Linked DNA regions of Mus musculus: region 2 is linked to region 1. The links are chromatin contacts, called in public promoter capture Hi-C maps. All regions are on one chromosome and are shown on one strand. The core of a region is the stretch at or near the end of the contact, and the rest is flanking DNA. Distances in the headings are between cores, read along the strand shown. Region 1 holds the start of 1700017B05Rik (RIKEN cDNA 1700017B05 gene). Region 2 holds the start of Scamp5 (secretory carrier membrane protein 5).

The links. Capture Hi-C pulls out chosen DNA fragments and counts their contacts.
Region 2: a promoter capture Hi-C map of liver shows a contact between it and region 1. The contact joins the promoter of Scamp5 here to the promoter of 1700017B05Rik in region 1. A contact is called at or near these places in 14 of 39 promoter capture datasets (the 3T3-L1 cell line, the C10 cell line, cranial neural crest and 8 more), 3 of 484 Hi-C or Micro-C datasets (bone marrow-derived macrophages, embryonic stem cells and neural progenitor cells), 20 of 115 datasets of contacts at active chromatin or transcription factors (the 230-238 cell line, the HPC-7 cell line, the SCID.adh cell line and 14 more) and 3 of 9 other capture datasets (adipose tissue, liver and pancreatic islet).

What each region holds. Positions count from the first base shown.
Region 1 is chr9:57,259,524-57,264,958 of GRCm38.p6, forward strand. 1700017B05Rik (RIKEN cDNA 1700017B05 gene) reads right to left here and starts at 3,076. Exons shown (of 3, transcript NM_028820.2): 1 at 2,906-3,076.
Region 2 is chr9:57,464,751-57,469,956 of GRCm38.p6, forward strand. It overlaps Scamp5 (secretory carrier membrane protein 5), which reads right to left and starts at 3,310. Exons shown (of 7, transcript NM_020270.3): 1 at 3,183-3,310.

The DNA of each region.
Region 1 (5,435 bases), core at 1,826-4,325:
AAGAACCATGTACTAGGGGCCTTGGGGTTCTGGGCAATGCTGGAGTGTCAGCTGCCTTGGCTTTCCTAGGAAAGAGGAATCTATCCCAAAGTCACTAATGAAAGGGATAGGACAAGAAGTTCCTACTCCAAGATGTCACAGGTCTTAAAAAAAAAAACAAAAACAAAAACAAAAAATAAACCTGCCAAGACATGAAATCCCAGCACTGCCTACAAATTCTAGTTTCTTCTAACACTTTATTGATCTGCTTGTCTTACCCAAATCCAGAACCTCAAAGCCAGGTCCCCAGAACCAAACTAGTCTTGATTGGACAGGGCAGTCCCTCTTAAGAGGTGTCTGGGTAACCAAGTAAGGTCAGCTCGCAGCAGGGTCAAAGCTGACCACCAGATGGCGCTGAGGTGCCAACAGGAAGGTCCTTGGCTTAAGGAAGGAGTGTCATCGCCAAGCCTTGTGAACATGATAAATGTGTGTGTACACCAGGGGAGGTGGAAGGCAAGAATCCTAGCTGGCAACTACTTCCACAGTGCTTTAGTGATGGGCAGACTAAGTGCTGGGAGAAACACACACACACACACACACACACTCTCTCTCTCTCTCTCTCTCTCTCTCTCTCTCCCTGGTGCTGTTCCCATTTCCTTCTTTCCTTTCTTCTTCTCTCCCTCTTTCTTTCTTCCTTCCTTTCTTTCTCTCTCCCTTTTTCTTCCTTCCTTTCTTTCTCATGTTTCCTTAATAAATCTAGGTTCTACTTGAAAGAAAAGAATACAGCACAGAGGGAAGTCCAAAGAAGGGTAAGGACCAATGTCCAGTTATCACAGGCACTTTCGTTAAGAAACAGGCATCCCCAATGGCTTATGGGTGGCTCCCTCTGAGGTTTCTCAGTTGGGGTTATCAATGGCCCTCCTCTCCCTCCCCCAGTGAGCACTCCTACCCCCTAAAACTCCCAGTGGCTTAGAAAAGGGTAAATGGGATCAATATTCCTATAAGTAGGTCACAGGTAAAGTGTCACACACTTCTGTCACCAGCAAGCAGGGACCACCTTTCTCCTCCTTTCTGAACAGTGGTCATGACTATAGGGGCTCAGCTAGACCAGCAAGGTGACAAGAAAATGTAAAGGGTGGTAATATGGTCTAGGGAAGGCCCCATCCTGCACTGCTCCATACTTATATGGTTGGTTTTGCTTTATTTTATTTTCTCATTGGGTCTCCCTGTTTCTCCATCTGGAACCCACTATGCAGACCAAAATGGCCTTGAAAGAGATCTACCCGACTCTGCACCACAAGACTCACATGGCTCAGAAGGTACCAAGCCCACTCTATCCTTGGGGAGGTCTGGGTTAATTAAGGGCTGGCTTTGGTCTCACCTCCACCAATGCTCCTTGGGACCTGCTCTAACCACCCCTCTCAAGAGTCCGTCTCTCCAGGGCTCAGCCCAACCCGTGCCCTTTGGCCCTGGAGACTTCCTGAGAACCAGACCCCTGGGACCCTCAGGAGTCTTTGTAGGAGGAGTGAGGGCGCCAAAAAGCCAACCCAAGACTCTGAAAGGTGAGGCGGTGACGTAATGCCCGGCCAGTAGGATGGAAAGCTCCCTCGGTAGAGGCCACCCCCACTGAGAGAGTAGCCAAAAAGAAGGTGCCTTGTTTCCGGATACCAAAGTAGCCTAAGGCGCTTGGGGAAGGTAGGGCCAACAGGTGATCCTACCGTGAAGATGTCCAAGTTCTGCCAGTTCTTAGAGGAGTTCTAACCTCAGCCAGAACCCAGGGCAGGGTCAAGCGCCTACACTCCTGCTTTTCCACGAGGGAGACAGACAACTCCGTGGGTCCATTTCCACGTCACATCCTTGGGGCCTCATGAAGAGCGCGATCCCAGCCAAGTTGAGGCCCGCATCAGTATTCTCTCCGCTCTAACAGATACCAGTCTTCTAAAAACTTTGCGTGCTGAGGTTCTGAGCACTCACTCAACGTGGAGCAGCCCACACTTCTCAGTTTGAGAGAAAGGGTCTCCCCGGATGCTCCGCTCCTAATTTCCCTCTCCCGGCCCCGCCCGTGACCCTCGTGCCAGTGGCTCACAGCCAGCCGGCTTCAGTAGGGAACTGGCGCCCCACCGCCACACCAGGCTTCCGGGTGTCCCCAAGCCTCTCTCTCCGCGCCTCTGCAACGCACGTGCACCCCGGCAGGCTGACACACAGACTGCCGTGGGCCACGCATGCAAAGCTGTTCCTACACGTACATGCATGGCCCGAATCTGCACACATGCCCCCCACTGCCCAACGGTGCCCTTCCTTAGCTCACGTAAACGTGTAAAAAAGTCAGGAGATTCGCACTGGGAACCCCACGGATCGATGCCCGCAGACTGCACTGAGGTCCAGAAGGCTGGGGGGCTGGGGGGGGGGCGGCCTCAAAGTCTGGGCAGCCACCTCCTTCGGGACGATCCCGCCAGCTTGGGCTGTGGCCAGAGAGTGAGTCAAGCAGTGGCTAGGAAACCGCAGGCGGTCCTGTTCCAACAGGGTTCGTCCACGGCCCCGCGGCACCTCAGCGCCCGCCGCCACCAATCCCAACCCCCCACCGCCACCCCGAATCGGCGCCCGGCAATCCGCGTGAGCCTGGCCCCGCGAGAGGCCCGAGGGATCCGCCTGACTCTTCGCCAGCCCTAACGCCCAGGCAGTGCTGTGGCTCCGGAGCTCTACCAGGCCCAGGGAGCATCCAAGTCCTGGCAAAGTCTGGGCAGCGGTATGACTGGGCCCCGTAGTCTGACCGCCCGAAGCCTCAGCACCTGGGCCCCGGTCCCCGCGCTCCGTCCTGGGGCTGGCCGGTAGGGGCGCCCTGGGGCAGGGCCACCCGCCCCTTGCCCACGCGCCGCCCGCAAACTCGGCCCAAGTTTCCGCGCCTGCCGGGTAGGCGAGCTCCTACCTTCAGAGCACCAGGCTTCTAGCGGCCGCCACCCGGAGCAGCCGCGGCATCTTTCAGCGCCGCCTAGGCTGCGGGTCCCTGTCCCGCCGGCCTTGCGCGGGAAGTCGCGGCAGGCAGCTAGCCCAGAGAGACGTTCCGCGCGACCGTTCGTGCTGCCGCTGGGCGCCGTTTGTGGTCCCGAGCGGGGCGGGGCGGGGGCGGGGCGGGGGCGGGGCGGGCCGTTGAGTGGGGGCAGAACCCGGCTGTGCCTCTGGGAGCCTGCGCTCCCCTGGGTCCTCCCGTGCCGAAGGCCTGAGTGGAACCAACTTTCCCGCGACCCGGCCTCTGGCTTTGTGCACAGTCTTCGCTCGCCTCCTTCCTCAAACCTCTGCCCCGAGGGCGATCGTAAGCCCTCATTCAGTCATTCCGTTAGATCATTCATTCCTTGCTACTTTCTAGCCATGTGACCTTGGACCTGCCACTTAACCTCTATGAGCTTCAGTTTCCTCATTTGTAAAAGTGATATTCTGCCTCTTAGAAATAGGGCCATCAGGCTTCGAAAAGATGTGTAGCACATAAATTGGGGTATGGGAGGCTGAGGCAGGGGAATTGCTGAGAGTTTGAGCTGAGCCTGGGCTATCTAGCAGTCCTTTTTTTTTTTTTGTTTTGCTTTTGCTTTGTTTTGTTTGGGAAGGTCACACTATATAGCTGTGGCTGTCTGGGAACTTACTATGTAGACCAGGCTGGCCGTGAACTCAGAGACACACCAGCCTCAGCCTTCTGAGTGCTGCAGTCAAAAGCTTGGACCACCACACTCAGTTCCTAGCAAGACAATAAAAATGCTAAAGGATATCTCGAGGCAGCCCTAACTTCCTCAACAAACAAGTTGCATTAGGAAATTAAGAAGGACTTATGAGGTAAAGTACAGACGAGTATATATCAGCTCCTAGTGACCTGGAGTGGGCCAGGAATGAGACTCTGGAGATATTGCCAAGCGGCCTTGGTGGGCATCTGAGCCTTTCTGGCAAATGTGTCGCACCAGAACCGGTCTGAGCATGAGCAACCTGGAAAGCTGATGGGATGAAGCATCCCTAGCCAAGCTGATGTGTTGCAGAAAGGGGCTGGGAAACCCACTGCCTCTGTTCACCTGGACTCTAGCCCATCTGGTTGTGGGGCCTTGCCCAGCTCAGCGCTAGCACCTCTTTCTTGGAAGGAATCTAATCCTTGCAGTTCCAGGACTGCCCAAGGCCAAGGCAGGGTCGCATGGTGAAGAATAGTTGAACACCATAGAGATCAAAATTAGTTTTTGGGGCAAAACCACTCAGAACACCCATCTTGACCCAAAGATCAGGACTGCCTGAGTCAGAACAGAGCTGAGGGCACAGGTATGGGAGAAGATGGGGCTGGGGCGGAGGGGCTGGGCTCCAGGTAGGATTAGGAAGAGGAAGTGAGGTCACTCAAGGAGAAGGGGAGGGTGTCTCTTGGATTAGAGCTGGAAGATTTTTTTACAAATAGAGGCTAGACAAATAGAGGAGAGACTCTGAGGTTTGGGGCTTTCCAAATCACATTGCAAATTGGGACAGAAGCCCAGGTTGCCTGGGTTTTGTATCTTACTAACATGCTTTAACACTAGAAAGGTGCATCTGTGCCCTGCCAGCTCTGGGTCATGCCAAATCTGACAGGCTCAGCCTTCTCTCAAGGAGATATTGTTTCCTACTATCACACATACTAACTCTGCCCTCTTCTCCCTTGTGCGTAGCATCTTCTTCCACTCCTGATGTCAGGAGTGACTTGGGAGGAAGACAGTGAGTGCCCTTGGCTCCTGTGGTCTAGAACTCTCAGGCTGTAGACCCAAGGAGGACCCCATTATGTCATGATTAGCCTGCAAGACCCTAGGGCCCAGCTAAGACTACAGCCCCATTATTTTGTCTCAATTCATTAACATTTCATAAAGACAGCTGTCCCTATAATCAGCTTGTCTATTCCTTGTTGACATCATGTAAACACCCTGGATCACCAAAGAAAGGGCATAGGATAGAGGACTTGAGAGCCACTTTGCAACTCCCAGGGCTTTAACTTGCTCAGCACAAAAGAGAACCAGGTAGCCTCCTGCCTTATAGACTACAGTATCCGCAGTAGACTGCAGAGTGCCAGGCAACTGTGAACTTCTCCTGAAGTCTCTGGCCCTGGCCTTTCCTTCTCTGCCTTGAGGGTCCTGCGCAGGGGCTCAGGCAGGTGAAGGTAGGCCTTTCGAGGTGACTTGGAGAGGCCCCGTGAGTCTTTCTTAACACGGTGGCCTTGGAGAGATAGTGATGTTTTGTCTGGAAGGTGAACAATCACTGAGTGGGAGCAGAAAGGGGAAGAGTTTAACTGTGGGCACAGGATGGGGATGGATGGGTAGAAAAGTCGAGGTCCGGCACATGGAATCTGAACACTCAGAAGACTAAGATTCAGGTGGGGATTTACTGAATAGAAGGTAGGTCTGGGTTACACAGTGAGTTCCAAGCCAGCCTGGGCTACAGTGTTACAGTCTCTCTAAAACACACACACA
Region 2 (5,206 bases), core at 2,060-4,559, 210 kb after region 1:
TTTGTAATTAGGGGGTGGGGGGAGCAGGTTACACCACTTCTGAAAAATGTAGGCTTAATAAAGCATCTTATTATCACATAAGATACCATGTTAGCCGGGCGTGGTGGCACACGCCTTTAATCCCAGCACTCGGGAGGCAGAGGCAGGCGGATTTCTGAGTTCGAGGCCAGCCTGGTCTACAGAGTGAGTTCCAGGACAGCCAGGGCTACACAGAAAAACCCTGTCTCGAAAAACCAAAAAAAAAAAAAAAAAAAAAAAAAGATACCATACATAACTGAAATTTTGGGTAGGTTAGGTTTTAGTTTGTTTTGACACAGGCTCTTGCTAGGTATCCCTGGGTGGCCTGAAACTCACTATTTAGCCCAAACTGGCCTTGAAATCTCAGCAATCCCACCTTAGCCTCCCAGCTGCTGAGTATGGGCACTCACCATCACACCTGATCCAACAGAACCTGAGTGAAGGTTGTTTACGAAACCTAGACTGTAACTCAATCAATTCCTTAGTGTGACTGGTCCTGCAATCGTGAAAATGAAAGTCGGTGGTCAATGAAAGGAGGGCAAGCCTGGCCCAGGTCCGGCCAGGGGCCTGACACTAGTTCCAAGTGTTCTCAGCTTGCCAACAAGAGCCCCTCATCTCTGGCACAGAAGTGATCATTCTTCTGTTTGCCTACTGGCTAAGACAGACGTTTCTACTTCCTGCTTGACCTCTGACCCTCTTCTCCTGATCTCAATCCCATCTGCAGTCCTGAAGCCCAACGCTATGAATCACCCTCAAAAACCAGCACTCTCCTGGGCGTGCTATCATCGTGCTGCTGCTAACGCTGTGGTGCCCTCCTGCAGGCACAGATCCTGCACCTGGCATTTTGAAGCTTTATGCCAATCATATACAAATCCCTCCTCCCCGCTACCCTCTTTCTTTACCACAGGCTGAAATTTCTATACATAACAACATTTTAGAGAATACCATGTCTAGTCACCCCCAGTGACCCCAAACCAGCAGCCTATCACCTTCCTTAACCCTATCACTTCCCACACCTCCTCTGGGACCCTTCCCAAACATCACTGTTCTGCATCCTACCACATAAATTCTAAAGCAGTCACTGGTGCTTATCTCACCCATCCAGTCTCGTCTTCCATCCCTCACAGATGGAAGCTGTTTTAATACAGAGCTTTGCTCAGTAGCCCAGGCTGATCTTAAATGCCCAGTAATCCTCCTGCCTCAGCCTTCTAACTGCTAGGATTACAAGCATGTGCCTTCCTACTGGACACCACACAATCTGGAGGCTGAACCCAGATGTTAACTTGTTCTGTTTCTTAGTATGAAGTCAGGGGACAGGCCCTGCAGTAGGAAAAATCAGGTCCATGGTGGAGAGAAGATTTCAGATCAGGCAGACTGAGCCCCACACTGAGCATACCCACCCCATGTTTAAGACTTAAAGCTTGGATATCCTCCCCAGGAAGACGGGTGCCTTCCCCTAAAGAGGCAAAGGCCAGCACTTCTGTTGAGCCAGCTGTATCACTTCCTTCAGGAACGCTTCAGACCCCAAACTGACAGCAAGGCAGGAAGTGTATCGTGGAGAGGAGGCCTGACAGGCAGAGAGGAAGAGGGAAAAGGGAGAACTCAGAGGGTTCTCTTAAACAGAACAAGACACTTCCTCAAGGGAGGTCACTACTTAGTCCACTTATTTTGTCCCTAGAGAAAGTGTTAGCAGAAAGATACCCAGAGAGGGGTATCAACTTGTTCAGCAGTGACCAGCCAAAGAGGGGGCTAAAGAGACAACCACACTGGAGAGATGGCTCAGTGATTAAGAGCCCTGACTGCACTTCCAGAAGACCAAACTTTCCCCAGTACCCACATGGCAACTTACAACCATTTGTAACTCCATGGGCTCCAACGCTGGGTCGGAGGACACTGCACACAATGGTGCACATACAAGCAGGCAAAACACCCATATATATGTATATGTAGATTACAATTTAAAAACATAAAGGAAAGAAAAATAGAAATGGCCACAAGTCCCAGGACTCCTAATCCCCTCTACTAACACTCCATTTTCGATGGCCCATCCCTGCCACGGTTCTCTCTCAGCAATGGAGAGCTGGTCCTATCTCTCCAAGTTCCCACAGACGCTAAACTAGCAACCCCAAGCAAAATCTCTCTGCCAACCGTGGCCCTGCCAGAATCATCTCCCTCTTTCACAGTCCTGATGGAGAAGACATAATGGGTAACGCACGGGTTGCACATTTCTCTAGACCATCCCTCCCACACACACCACAGACAGGCTGGGGTGGAGCAGCAGTGCTTCATGCCCACCTCTGAACTTTGTCCATTACCACACTGAGATGCCCTCTCTCGCCTCTGCCTCCTTCCAAATCCCACCTCCAGAAAGTCTCCTCCTGACAGCTGCTGCCTCTTGTCTCTGTCTCCAGCCCTGGCCTTTGCTGATCTCCTCAAGTCGGCCTTTAACAACCAATTATCAGTCCTAGTCTTACTTGACTCCCCCAGACTCCAGATCAGGAGAACCTCAAGGCAAGGACGGGGATTGGTTCTTACACATCTCCCCTCCTTCCTCGTGACTGACTGGTGCTAATGCTGGATGCGCTACATCCAGCACCCCCATCCCACTCCCCAAAGCCCTGGTGGTATCCGGGCCCTAGGCAGTGCACCCATCCCCCTCCTCCAAAAACCAGGCTGCTCAGACCCGCGGTACAAAGGTCGGCCTTCCAGGGATGAGTACAACTTGGGTCCACCTGCAGGTGCCTTTTGTGATACCACGGTCACTAGATTCCAGACGTTCCCATCCCCGGCCGCATGCGCCATCCCAAAAGGAGGAGGCCGGCTTCCAGGGAATGCCAGGTGGAACTCGGGGTTTGTGGGGTGGAGGGCCCAAAGCCCAGGCTCCATCCAAGGGCCTGACGTCACCCAAATCCCGGGCTCCCTCTGCGGGGACAGAGGAAAGAGGAAACAGGAATGGGGAGGAGGATTTAGGGGTGTACAAAGAGCGCTTACCACCCCAAGCAGGAAAGGTCACCTCGACTCCCCACCTCTCCAGAAGCTCGACCTACCCCCTCAAATGAAGAGGGACTCTTTGAAGGCAGAAAATTGGAGCCGCTGACACCTCTCCAACCCAGCTCGTAGCTTCCCCGCAGTGCCCTCCTTGGGTCTCCAGGCCCAGGACTCACCAGCCCCGACCGCTCGGCTGCAGAAAGGTAGTCGCGCTGCGCCGCGCTGAGCTGCGCTGCACCGGGCGATCAGGCGCGGAGCGGGCCGCGAGCGGCTCCCGGATTGGGGGCGGGGAGCGTGCGCGCGCGTCCGAGGCGGGCCCGCGCGCTCCCGTGCCGCCCTGCCTGCTGCAACCACTCTCGCGAGACTCCCACACTGCTCGTAAGGCTATTCCACGAGCGCTCGCGAGAAGCAAGGCACCGGCGCCTCCGCACCTTGCAGGAGCTGTCCGTGGTGCTAAATATTCGGCCGTTCCTCGTCCAGGTGCTAGGTGGGCACCTTGGGGACAAGAGCACAGTGAGTGCATAGAAAGGAGAAACATACAGTAGTGCCAGCAACTAGTGCCTTAACTTCCACATCTGCAAAGTGGGAAGAATAACCCCCATACCAATCGCAGGGACCTGTGGGATGTACCGGGAAAGAGGAAGAGACAGCTTGATGAGGGGCTGGAGAAATGGCTCAGTGGTTAAGTGTACTTGTTGTGCTCTTACAAAGGGTTGGGGTTTGATTCCTAGCACCCATATGGTAGTACCATAACCCCAGTTCCGGGGATCCAAATCCAGAGTGCTTGTCTCTGTGAGTTCAAAGGCAGCTTAATCTTCATAAGTTCCAGGACAGTTGGAGCTACATAGTGAGATCTCAGAGACAGACAGAGAGAGACAGAGAGAGCACAGGTGTGTGGGTTGATTCACATCAATATTCCTAGCCCTTCCAAGACACAGGCAATGGGGTCAGTGCAAGTTCAAAGCCAGTTTATCTACACAGCAAGTGGGGAAGTACTGGACTACCAGGATACACATGAGCTACTGTCTCAAAAAGGAAGGGAAATAAGGAATAGAAGAATAAGGAATAGCTCTGAAAAAAAAAAGACAAGAAAGAAGAAGAAGGAAAGAGATAATAATGTACAGATGTTAACAGCAAGAATGAGAAGGGACCAAGGTAAATGCTTACAAGTGCAGAATTAGTGTAGCTCCGAGACTCCTTGGCGACATGGGGCTGGGGTAGGAAGACAAGCTGCCATTGTGAGTGGTGTTTACATAGTAAAACCCTGTGGGTCCTCCACAGCCAAGGCCATCCCCTGCCCTGCCAACCAATGGCTTCGATCCCTCACCCACACCACCCTGGGCCTGGAAGAGGGCTTCAGTGGGTGGGATACACTGCAGGGATTCTTTGCCCAGACTAAGGGCCCATTGTGTGGCTCTAGCCTGCTGGCACTGGGGCCTCACTCCCACAGCTGGCATGGGAAGGGAGGGAGAGGAGAAGAGCAGACAAGAACAAGTGCAGAAGAGACCAGAAGGAGGCTGAGCTGGCCGAACAGGAAGCAGCAGAAGCTACCAGACCAGCCAGAAGGAAGAGTCCCAGCCTTCAAACAGAGACCAGATTCTCTTTTATTTTCAATTTCTTTTTATTTTTTATGATTATTTTGATGTATAAAAATTATATATAATTTTTCATTGTTATATTTTGTGCGGGGTGTTTTGCCTACATACGTGTCTGTGCACCATATAACCTGCAGTGCCTGTGGAAGTTGGAAGAGCACATGGGACAATCGTCTAGGGACTGGAGATGGTTGTGTTCTGCCATCATTAGGGTCATGGGCATAAGACCCTGGTTCCTCTGGAAGAGTAGCCAGTCCTCTCAACCCACAGAGCCATCTCTCCAGCCCCTGGACTTCCAGGTTCAAATGATTGAGTATGTTAGGCAGGTAGCGAGCAAAAATAAAAGAACAAACAGCAAGTAGCAGATGTGGAGTAAACATCAGGACATCGGGCTGACAACATCTAGCAGAGGCCTGGGGTGGGGTCAGGGGACAGCCATGCTGTAGTTTCCCCCACTGACAGTATCTTTGTCAAAGAGGTCCAGGCTTCCTGTTCACACTGGAGGCAGATTTACACCACGGTAACATCTGGGGAAAGTGTATCTTCCAGCTGTGCACAAGAGCACAGTGTTTTTACTCTTGGGTTATTTTGCTCTACTCTCTGCC